3 separate regions of the Mus musculus genome follow, and regions 1 and 3 are each linked to region 2. Evidence: chromatin contacts called from public Hi-C and HiCAR-type data. All regions are on one chromosome and are shown on one strand. The core of a region is the stretch at or near the end of the contact, and the rest is flanking DNA. Distances in the headings are between cores, read along the strand shown. Region 1 overlaps Adk (adenosine kinase). Region 2 holds the start of Vdac2 (voltage-dependent anion channel 2). Region 3 overlaps Lrmda (leucine rich melanocyte differentiation associated).

What was found. A called contact is a pair of places that touch in the nucleus more often than the background predicts. HiCAR-type assays count read pairs that join an accessible place to other places.
Region 1: a contact with region 2 is called in a Hi-C map of olfactory sensory neurons, with 2.6 times the contacts expected there. The contact joins the enhancer-like site here to the promoter of Vdac2 in region 2. A contact is called at or near these places in 3 of 39 promoter capture datasets (embryonic stem cells, hippocampal neurons and maxillary cranial neural crest), 1 of 484 Hi-C or Micro-C datasets (olfactory sensory neurons) and 3 of 115 datasets of contacts at active chromatin or transcription factors (astrocytes, bone marrow-derived macrophages and trophoblast stem cells).
Region 3: a HiCAR-type map of astrocytes shows a contact between it and region 2, with 2.6 times the contacts expected there. The contact joins the enhancer-like site here to the promoter of Vdac2 in region 2. A contact is called at or near these places in 9 of 39 promoter capture datasets (the 3T3-L1 cell line, 3T3-L1-derived adipocytes, the C10 cell line and 5 more), 3 of 115 datasets of contacts at active chromatin or transcription factors (astrocytes, bone marrow-derived macrophages and stem cell-derived neural progenitor cells) and 2 of 9 other capture datasets (adipose tissue and liver).

Annotation. Positions count from the first base shown.
Region 1 is chr14:21,251,122-21,253,821 of GRCm38.p6, forward strand. The region is part of intron 6 of Adk (adenosine kinase); the gene reads left to right. Among named protein-coding and RNA genes, the nearest start is that of Gm52152, 170 kb to the right of the region's middle. Within about 2 kb of position 1,325, at least 99 of the 459 cell types and tissues checked have an H3K27ac peak or open chromatin away from gene starts, as enhancers often do. A contact at or near this core is called in astrocytes, hippocampal neurons and olfactory sensory neurons, where this site is marked.
Region 2 is chr14:21,830,240-21,832,939 of GRCm38.p6, forward strand. It overlaps Vdac2 (voltage-dependent anion channel 2), which reads left to right and starts at 1,322. Exons shown (of 10, transcript NM_011695.2): 1 at 1,322-1,428; 2 at 1,612-1,670; 3 at 2,645-2,700. The coding sequence starts at 1,637.
Region 3 is chr14:22,807,118-22,809,817 of GRCm38.p6, forward strand. The region is part of intron 5 of Lrmda (leucine rich melanocyte differentiation associated); the gene reads left to right. Among named protein-coding and RNA genes, the nearest start is that of Gm30926, 7.1 kb to the left of the region's middle. Within about 2 kb of position 1,329, at least 77 of the 459 cell types and tissues checked have an H3K27ac peak or open chromatin away from gene starts, as enhancers often do. A contact at or near this core is called in 3T3-L1-derived adipocytes, the HPC-7 cell line, adipose tissue and 3 more, where this site is marked.

The DNA.
Region 1 (2,700 bases), core at 75-2,574, 580 kb before region 2:
ACTGATGGGCGATTGTGTTTCCTTTGTTAAGTCAACCAAGAATTATATTTTGTAAAAATATACTATTGGCTCAGACTCAGTTGAAACAATGTGGCTTATTATCAACAATAAGCAGATTCTTTAAAGTCAAATGCCTTATTTATTCACTTTTTAAAGGCATGTACATATTTTTACTCTTGGATATAATCAGTGGCTTTTTAATGCTTAGTGCTCTGCTAAAGAGCTTCTGTAATTTCATTTTATTTCATCTGTCAAGGTTAGTGATCGTGATGGTTTTAAGGTACCCTCTAGCCTTTTCCCTCCCTCAGCTGAGCTGAATTGCGACTACTTTGTAGTAAGTTTGTTACACAGTCTGTAGACACTGGTGAGAATCAGTATGGCCACTGGCTTATTAGTTTCACAGATGCTTCCATAATACTTAGTGCACTCTTGGGTATATTAAATTATCATATCGTGACAGCAGTCCTGAAACATGCCAGTCTTATAAAGCCGCATTTCTGAGAGTTAGAGCCAGGCTTCAGTGAACCATAGCTGACATGCCATGTTAATTTCCATAACTATCATTACCAGGGGTGGCAGTATTTCGAAGACATGAAAAATCTTAATAAATCTACCCAGTTAAAAAAAAAAATCACATTATGTTACCTTATCACAGGGTTTCTAATCACAAGGTCTGATTTTCTTCAGTCCCAATTGAATCGTTTCACAAGTAATGATAAGCATCTTTACTCTTATCATGGGTTATTAAATATTTACTTAAGTGTACAATATACCAAAACACAATATTTTGAATGTTCAGTTTTCTCAGTATGTACTGTTCACGCTGTGAATGAAAACCTCTTACCATCCCATACAGCATATTTACATATACAAATGATTTTGCCTTAAGTAGGAAAGACACAGCTGACAGATACATAGGTTAATTTGCTCTCTTAAATTGCAGCAAACTGTTCTGTGATTCTTTTGTGTGTTTGGGGCCATGTTGTAGAGAAAGAAATCATCAAGCAACATTTTAAGGACATTGGCCTTTTGTATCTAATCCTTAATAAACTTATATACCTCAAAATAGAATATTTCTTTGCAAATTCTTACCTTCAAATTATTAATAATGGAAGGAATGCATTTTTTTAATCCTGTAGCCCCCTCCCCCAGCACAGCTTTTAGATTGTAGATAAACTTCCCAGCTCAGTAATTAACTGAGCTCAGTCCTCGCACCCTGTATCATGTGATTTTTTTTTCCAGTGGAATACATTATTAGAGCACTTACACAGCCAGTCTAGCTGCAGCAGCCCAGGCGGCAACAGCAGTGCCATTTTTCACAAAGAAAATGTTGAACAGGAGCCAAGTGTTTGGTGGCAGTCTGTTGCTAGGAAATCAAGGTCCTGAGGCGATTAGTGACAAAGCAAGCAATAACAAGAAGGCAGAATTACAGATCTAAAAGAGAAAAAAGTGGTTGGTGTTATAATTACCCAAAGAAATCTGCACTCATTAAATTGGCTGTTTTTATGATTGACTTTAATTGGAGGTTAGCTCGGATATTTAGCTCCTTTCCCACCCCTTTAAACACACACAGGCACATAATCTGTAGAACTGCAGACTTGTTTTTCTAAGCATTGAGAGGAGCTTGCCCTGTAATTTGATCCCCACTGACAGATGCATTTTCTATGCTGCCATTTTGAATTAACCTATTGTAGAACAATTTTCTTCAGCCCTGTTGAATAAAACATCCAGTCTGATTACCTCCGACGGATCCGATAGAGTAAAAGAATGTACCTCGCACTGAAGTAGATTGTTTGCGTGGACTCTGCTGATTTTGAACTCTGCCAATAAGCACAATCATTTGTAATAAATTTTCAAAGAAATTTCTGGTGAAAAGGTAATGAGAGTCACCCTTTTATAATTTAATGTTTTGTACCCTGCAGCAAAATAATATTATTCTTGTAAAGCAGTGTTTTATTTCTAGCATGCTTCATGTGAGTTCAGGGAAAAAAATCTTTTATATTTAATATTTTAAGAATATAATTTTATTTTTATATACTCTAAAATGACCACCCTTCCTCCCCCACAAGCAATATTTTAATATTTAGGTTCAACATAATTCAAAGCACTTTATTTCGAGAAATAATTTTTATACATATTATGCTTAACCATAGTAATTTTTAAATTGACAAATTTCATCCTTTGTGATACTATCCTTGAAAGCCTTTATTTAAATTGTCTAGCATTTGATAGCGCACATTACTAAGAAGGCACCTAATCAGTTTGCCAGGTGTAGCAACAGAGGAAGACGACGCAGAACTTATTTACTTCTGAGAAGCCTGAAGAATAAAGTCCCAGTGCTCTGCAGGCTTCTAATCCAACCCTGGAACAGAAGAGCCAAGCACATTCTGTCTGACAATGCACACGCTGCTAATCAGACGCCAGTGCCAAGCTGTCTGCTTTGTTAAATACTCAGCTTCCTAGAGGCAGGAAGACAGCTGCTATAAGGATGATGAAATTTGGTAGTTCAATCTATTTTTGCTACCCTTGGGCTACCAAGATATTGTTAATTTAGACCACCCCAATTGGTACACTTTAGGGAGTTTTTTAAAGAGTTTGTAATTAAAATGATAAAACATCATTATTACATTGAAGACCTTCTGTAAGTTTTACATTTGGCAGATACCTACTGAGATAACCCCAGCATGTAATTTACAATGA
Region 2 (2,700 bases), core at 72-2,571:
ATGGCTGACGTGTGTGTGTGTGTGTGTTTTGAACAGTGTCTACTGCTCTTCACCTTTTACAGAATTTAGAGAACACGGTTTGCAGGCCAGGTTGACAGAGCCCCCGTGACCCTCTTGTTTCTATTTCTGGAACTACTACTGGCTTTTAATGTGGGTGTTGGGTGCTGGGGATCCGAGCTCAGGTCCCCTTGCATGCACAGCAAGATAAGGGTTCTTACTCACTGAGCCTCCGATTCTATCTTTATTATCCTGTTTGCCTCACCCTGTAGTTTAGCCTCAAACTGGTCTCTATTATTATTATTTCAAGACAGGGTTTTTCTGTATTGCCCTTGCTGTCCTGGAACTCTCTCTGTAGACCAGGCTGGCCTCGAATTCAGAAATCCACCTGCCTCTGCCTCCCAAGTGCTGGGATTAAAGGTGTGCACCACCACTATCCAGCGGTCTCTTATCTTTATTAACCTTTTGCCTCACTCTGTAGTTTAGCCTCAATCTGGTGTAATTTCTCTGCCGCCCAGATCTGGGACTACAGGTATAGGCATCAGGACTGGCTGCTCCCTCCCTCTTCTGGCATATCTAAAGAACTTGAGAGCAGCATTCTAATGACTGGTCAGCATGAATCCTACAGTTATTCCCTTGTCTCTCCAGGCCTCTCAACCAGGGGAAGCTTCTCTTCCTAGAGCAGGATGTGCTTCTGCGCGTGTGTGAACCCATACCATATATGGGTGAGACGGAGGCTGCAGGAGCGCAACCCTGAGGCTCCGAGAGAAATGCCCAGAGACTGGCTCAAGTTTGTTCCTTTGGAGCCCAGCCTAGTCCCAGCAGGGGAGGACATGGCGGTGGGCGGTGAACCGAGATGGGAAGAGCATGGAGGCTGCACTTGGGGAGAGTGTTTCATCCCCCTCAACCCGGACCTTAAGTTCAGACCTCCAGGCTGGGACTCAGGGAGGAGGCTGAGAGGGTGCACGTGACCCTGCGGGGCACATCGCCCCGCCCCGTCGCGACTCGCGTGGCCACTCCCATCCTGACCGCGCGGGTGCCGTTGCGCCGCCTCCGCCGTTCCCAGGTCCTCGCCTCTGGGGCTGTCCTGGACATTGCCTAACCCGAGGCCCCGCAGCTCCTGCTCGCCCCGTCCCCGCCGGACGGTCCGAGACCGCTCACCCAAGGAGACCGCCGTGCTCTCGACCCACGTGGTCACTCCGGAGCAGGTGGGAGTGGGCAGCGGGCGGAGCGGCAAGGACAGGCGCGGTAGACAGCCCGGGCGGCCGCGGCGGGGACCTGGCTGGGGGAGGCCAGGCTTGCGGCGGGGCGCAACGGTGTCTCCTTCACTTCGCCCTCCAGCCGCGGTGGCTGCAGCGCAACTTTCAGATAGCGGAGTGGCCTCAGCTGCGAGCCGAGCGGTGGCGGCAGCGCCCCTCAGGACACCCGCAGGTACTATGGTGCCCGCCTCTTGCCGACTCTGGGGCCTTAGGGCGGGCCGGCAGCCTGAGTGAACTCAGGGCGGCCCTGGTCCCCTAAGATGGCCGCAGCGGCCCCGGCCCCTTTCTCTAATGTCCGAGCTCCCCAGGGGACCCTTTGACTGTCCCCTGACCGCACTTCTTGTCCCTTTCACAGATCACCTTTTCCCCGCGACTTCGCCATGGCTGAGTGCTGTGTACCGGTATGCCCACGGCGTAAGTAGCACAAGAGGTGTTTGCGCGATGGGGCCATGGGGGCTGTGCTGTTCCTCTTTAGAGAACCATACCTTGTTCCGCCGTGGCCCACATGATGCCTGCAAAGACTTGGAAAGTTTGCTTCTTTGCGCGCCCCCTAAGTCTTACACTGCCACTCTGTTGACGGACGTGGTGCTGGGCTGTTGGGTTGCAGATAGGGGGGCTCGCGCCTGGGGCGTTGGTCCTTGGCCGCACCCACCCTTGGCTTTTGGATATGTTACTTACAAATCCGAAAGCAAAACACTTAGTTGTTGAATTCCATCTTGGGGTTCGGGGGGGGGGGGCGGAGAGTTAGAGCAGTCACTTTGCAAGAGGAAGTAGTTCGCTGTCTGCCTGCACAGGTCGAGTGCACTACAAGGTCATTACACGTGTTCCTAAGGGCGTGGATGTGCACTGGAGAATGAATGAGCTGCTCCTGGAGCTCGGATTCCTTGCCCTTAAGCCTCACGTTGTCGGAGGACTTGGGGGACCGTAGTAATGTGTTTAAAGTGCCATTTGATATTTAGTTGCTGTAGACATAGATGGTTGTATTTTTTGCCCGTGTCTCAATTGTGCCAGTTCCCAGAGTGTTGGTTTTGATTTTGGAAGTCCTTCCCAAAGGTTTGTTAGGGGAGAACGCCTAAGCTTAAATTTTGGTTTTTATCTCCGTTAAATCAGTCACCTTGAGTTTTGGCAACTGTGTAGGCAGTAGACACTTATGTTTAGGAATTAGAAAGGCTTCCCCCATTCTTAAAACTTGGTAGAAATGTCCCAGGTTTGTATTACCACATAGCTATTTAGAAATAAGTTTTTGTTATGGGTGGCTACTTTAGAATAACATTTATTGAAGTTCTAGTGGCATCAAAACCCACTCCGGTTGAACTGCTTGAATGTAAATGTTAGCAGTAGGTCCTAGTAGTAGCTCACATTAACTGTAGAATGTTTCTTTTGACTAGCGATGTGTATCCCTCCACCCTATGCTGACCTCGGCAAAGCTGCCAGAGACATTTTC
Region 3 (2,700 bases), core at 79-2,578, 980 kb after region 2:
CTAGCTAGCATTAGGCTTGAATCACCTGGAGAAATCCATAGAACTTTGTATATAGTGTTTTTTATATTTTTTTTTTCACAATCTTCTTTCTATTAAAATCCTAAAGAGCCCTTTCTGGAGGGCTTTTCCATGGGCAACCTTTATAAAAATATAGGCCGTACGTCAAAAGGAAAACCACCACAAAACTCCTTTTCTTCACACAATTCATTTTAAGCTTCAAAATCCCTGCAAATCCCCAGTCTCCTTTTGCAGGCTGGTTCCCACTCCCCAGCCTTCCTCATCGCCCCCCTCAAAGGGAGAAAAAAGCATTTCTTCCAAGGACTGATAAGTCTTTGGCCGATGCTTAGCAACTGCATTCCTGGGCTGTAAGTAGCTGCAAGCCCCTTTGATGTGTCTGTCAGGGCAGATTTATTTTGTTTTAGCACATTGTCTACTTGTCCAGATGTATCGGGAGATAAAAAGAAGTCATGTTTACACTCCTCCTTCTCCTTCCTCTCTCTCTCTCTCTCTCTCTCTCTCTCTCTCTCTCTCTCTCTCTCTCTCTCTCTCTCTCTCTCCCTCTCTCTCTGAGATGTAATTAAATTGTGGATTTGATGAGTCTTGGGGAGTTCCACTTGAAGGAAACAGGAAGTGCCTGGAGTCAGGGAAAAAGGAAAACTTCTTTGGCAGTAGGGACACCTGACTTGGTCAAAAAATAGAGCCCAAGCAGCAGCTATGGCTCGGCTCCGGGAAGCTAGGGGCCTTGTTCTGAGTCTTTTGTCCCGTTTTTATGCAAGGTCCACACAAAGAGGGGCAATGTCCCTCCAGCCCTCCTGGGACTGTGTGTTCGTGAAACCTTCCTTGTTGCTGTATGCAGGCATGGACAGAAGACCTCTACTCTGTTCCCTCCTCCATCCTCTCCCCCTCTTCTTCCTTCCCTCTTTCTCCTCTCCCCTCCTTCCTCCCTTTCCTCCTTGTCCCCTATTCTGTTTCTCTCATTTTCCCTCTTCCATGTCTAATTTCTCTCATGTCAAGATACCACCCTATCACGTTTGTGGTGGCTCGTCTGTTGTCACTCAAAGCTAACACTGTCACTTGCCTGTTTCTGTATCCATGCAATCTCCCCTTCCCGGGGGGTTGATTCCCCTTGAAGTGTGGCTGCCATGCTTTCCGTCCTTTGCTGACCTGGGTTTCTTAATGTTCACATTTACTAACACCATTCCGCGTCCTGTTAATGACCTGCACCGACCAGGACAGGATATATAGTATTGCTGTAGACCGGCCGACAGCAGCGACCACAGTCTCTAATCTGCAGCACTGCCAGCTCTAGATTTACATCTCAAATAGGTTACACTACAGCTCCCCCTTCTGCTGACTGAGCCGCGCAGCACGAGGGCTGCATTGCAACCGGGCTCCGTCCCTAATAGCAGTCCTTAAGACCCTGTCTCCTGTCGTTGGAGGATCTGGCAGTGACTAATGGATGCTTCCCTGCACTCCTTTGGTCTTCATTTGGATTAAACATTTTATGATGCATTCATCAAAAAAATCACAGGTTGCAGGAGCAAGAGAGAAGTATAATAAAAGGCAAGCCCAATTAAGTGAGCCGTATGCTGCTTCACTTAGCATGGGGCCCAGTGGCCTCTTGTTGGAGCCCCAGCCCAGCCTGAGGACTCTGAATGCATCTTGGAAGCCACGGGCTCTGCTTTTGTTTCTATCACTTGTGGATCAGGCTGAACCCCGGGAAGGAAGTCTTCTTTTGTTCTAAACAACCTCTGATGACTCCTTTTGGCAAAGTGTGTGCTGTAACTTAAGCCCTTGCATGCAGCAAGAATCAACAGGGCCCTCCTTGAGAAGAGGCTGCCCATGAGGAATGGGGGTTGCAGGACCCTGTGTGTTCCACTCAGTGAGCATCAAGGGCTCTAAAGGGGTTATTTCCCTTAGAAAACAGTGTGCAGTGACTGGGAAGGCTGATACAAATGCTTTGCTACTTTGTTACGTTGTTTTGTTGTTTTATTTTTAACTTATTTTTTACTTTGTTGCTTTGAACCCGTGGAGACTGAAGGATGGTGTTTGTTTAGCATTAAATAAATGTATTTTATCGTGTGACAAGAATTTATTGAGACATTACTATGAGTCAGCTATTCAGGGTTGTGGTGACAAAATGTGTGGGGAGTTTGCAGTATAGCAGGGGACTATCACTAAGGCAGAGCATGCTGGAGAGAAAGCGTCAGGAGAAAGATTATTCTATTCGGTGAAGATCTCCGGATCTCAGGACTGAGCACCTGAAGGAATAGAAAAGCTGCCAGACAGGTTCCTGCTTGCCAAACAAGGGGAGAGGCAAGAGTCAGGCCTGCAAAGAAGGAAAGGCTGTGCCCTGGGGCCTTATTGGCCATGTTCAAAGCTTGAAATTCAGGCCAAACTTTACATGCTGTTTTAAGCAGAAAAGCAACTTTGTCAGATTTCTGTTTTAAAAGAACATTCTAAGGATTATTGCTTCAGCTAGGACTTTTGGGGTAGGCCAGGAACTCAGCCTCTAACTTGTCTATTTGTTTATTTGTTTGGGGACAGACTGTCCTGTATCTTAGGCAGTGCTCAGACTTGCTAGGCGGCCATGATGGTGTGGAACTTCTGATTCCCCTAACCTCGTCTCAAGCACTGGAATTATATGGCCTTGAGGCACCATGCCGGGTTTATGCAGTGCTGGGGACTGAGCTCCAGGCC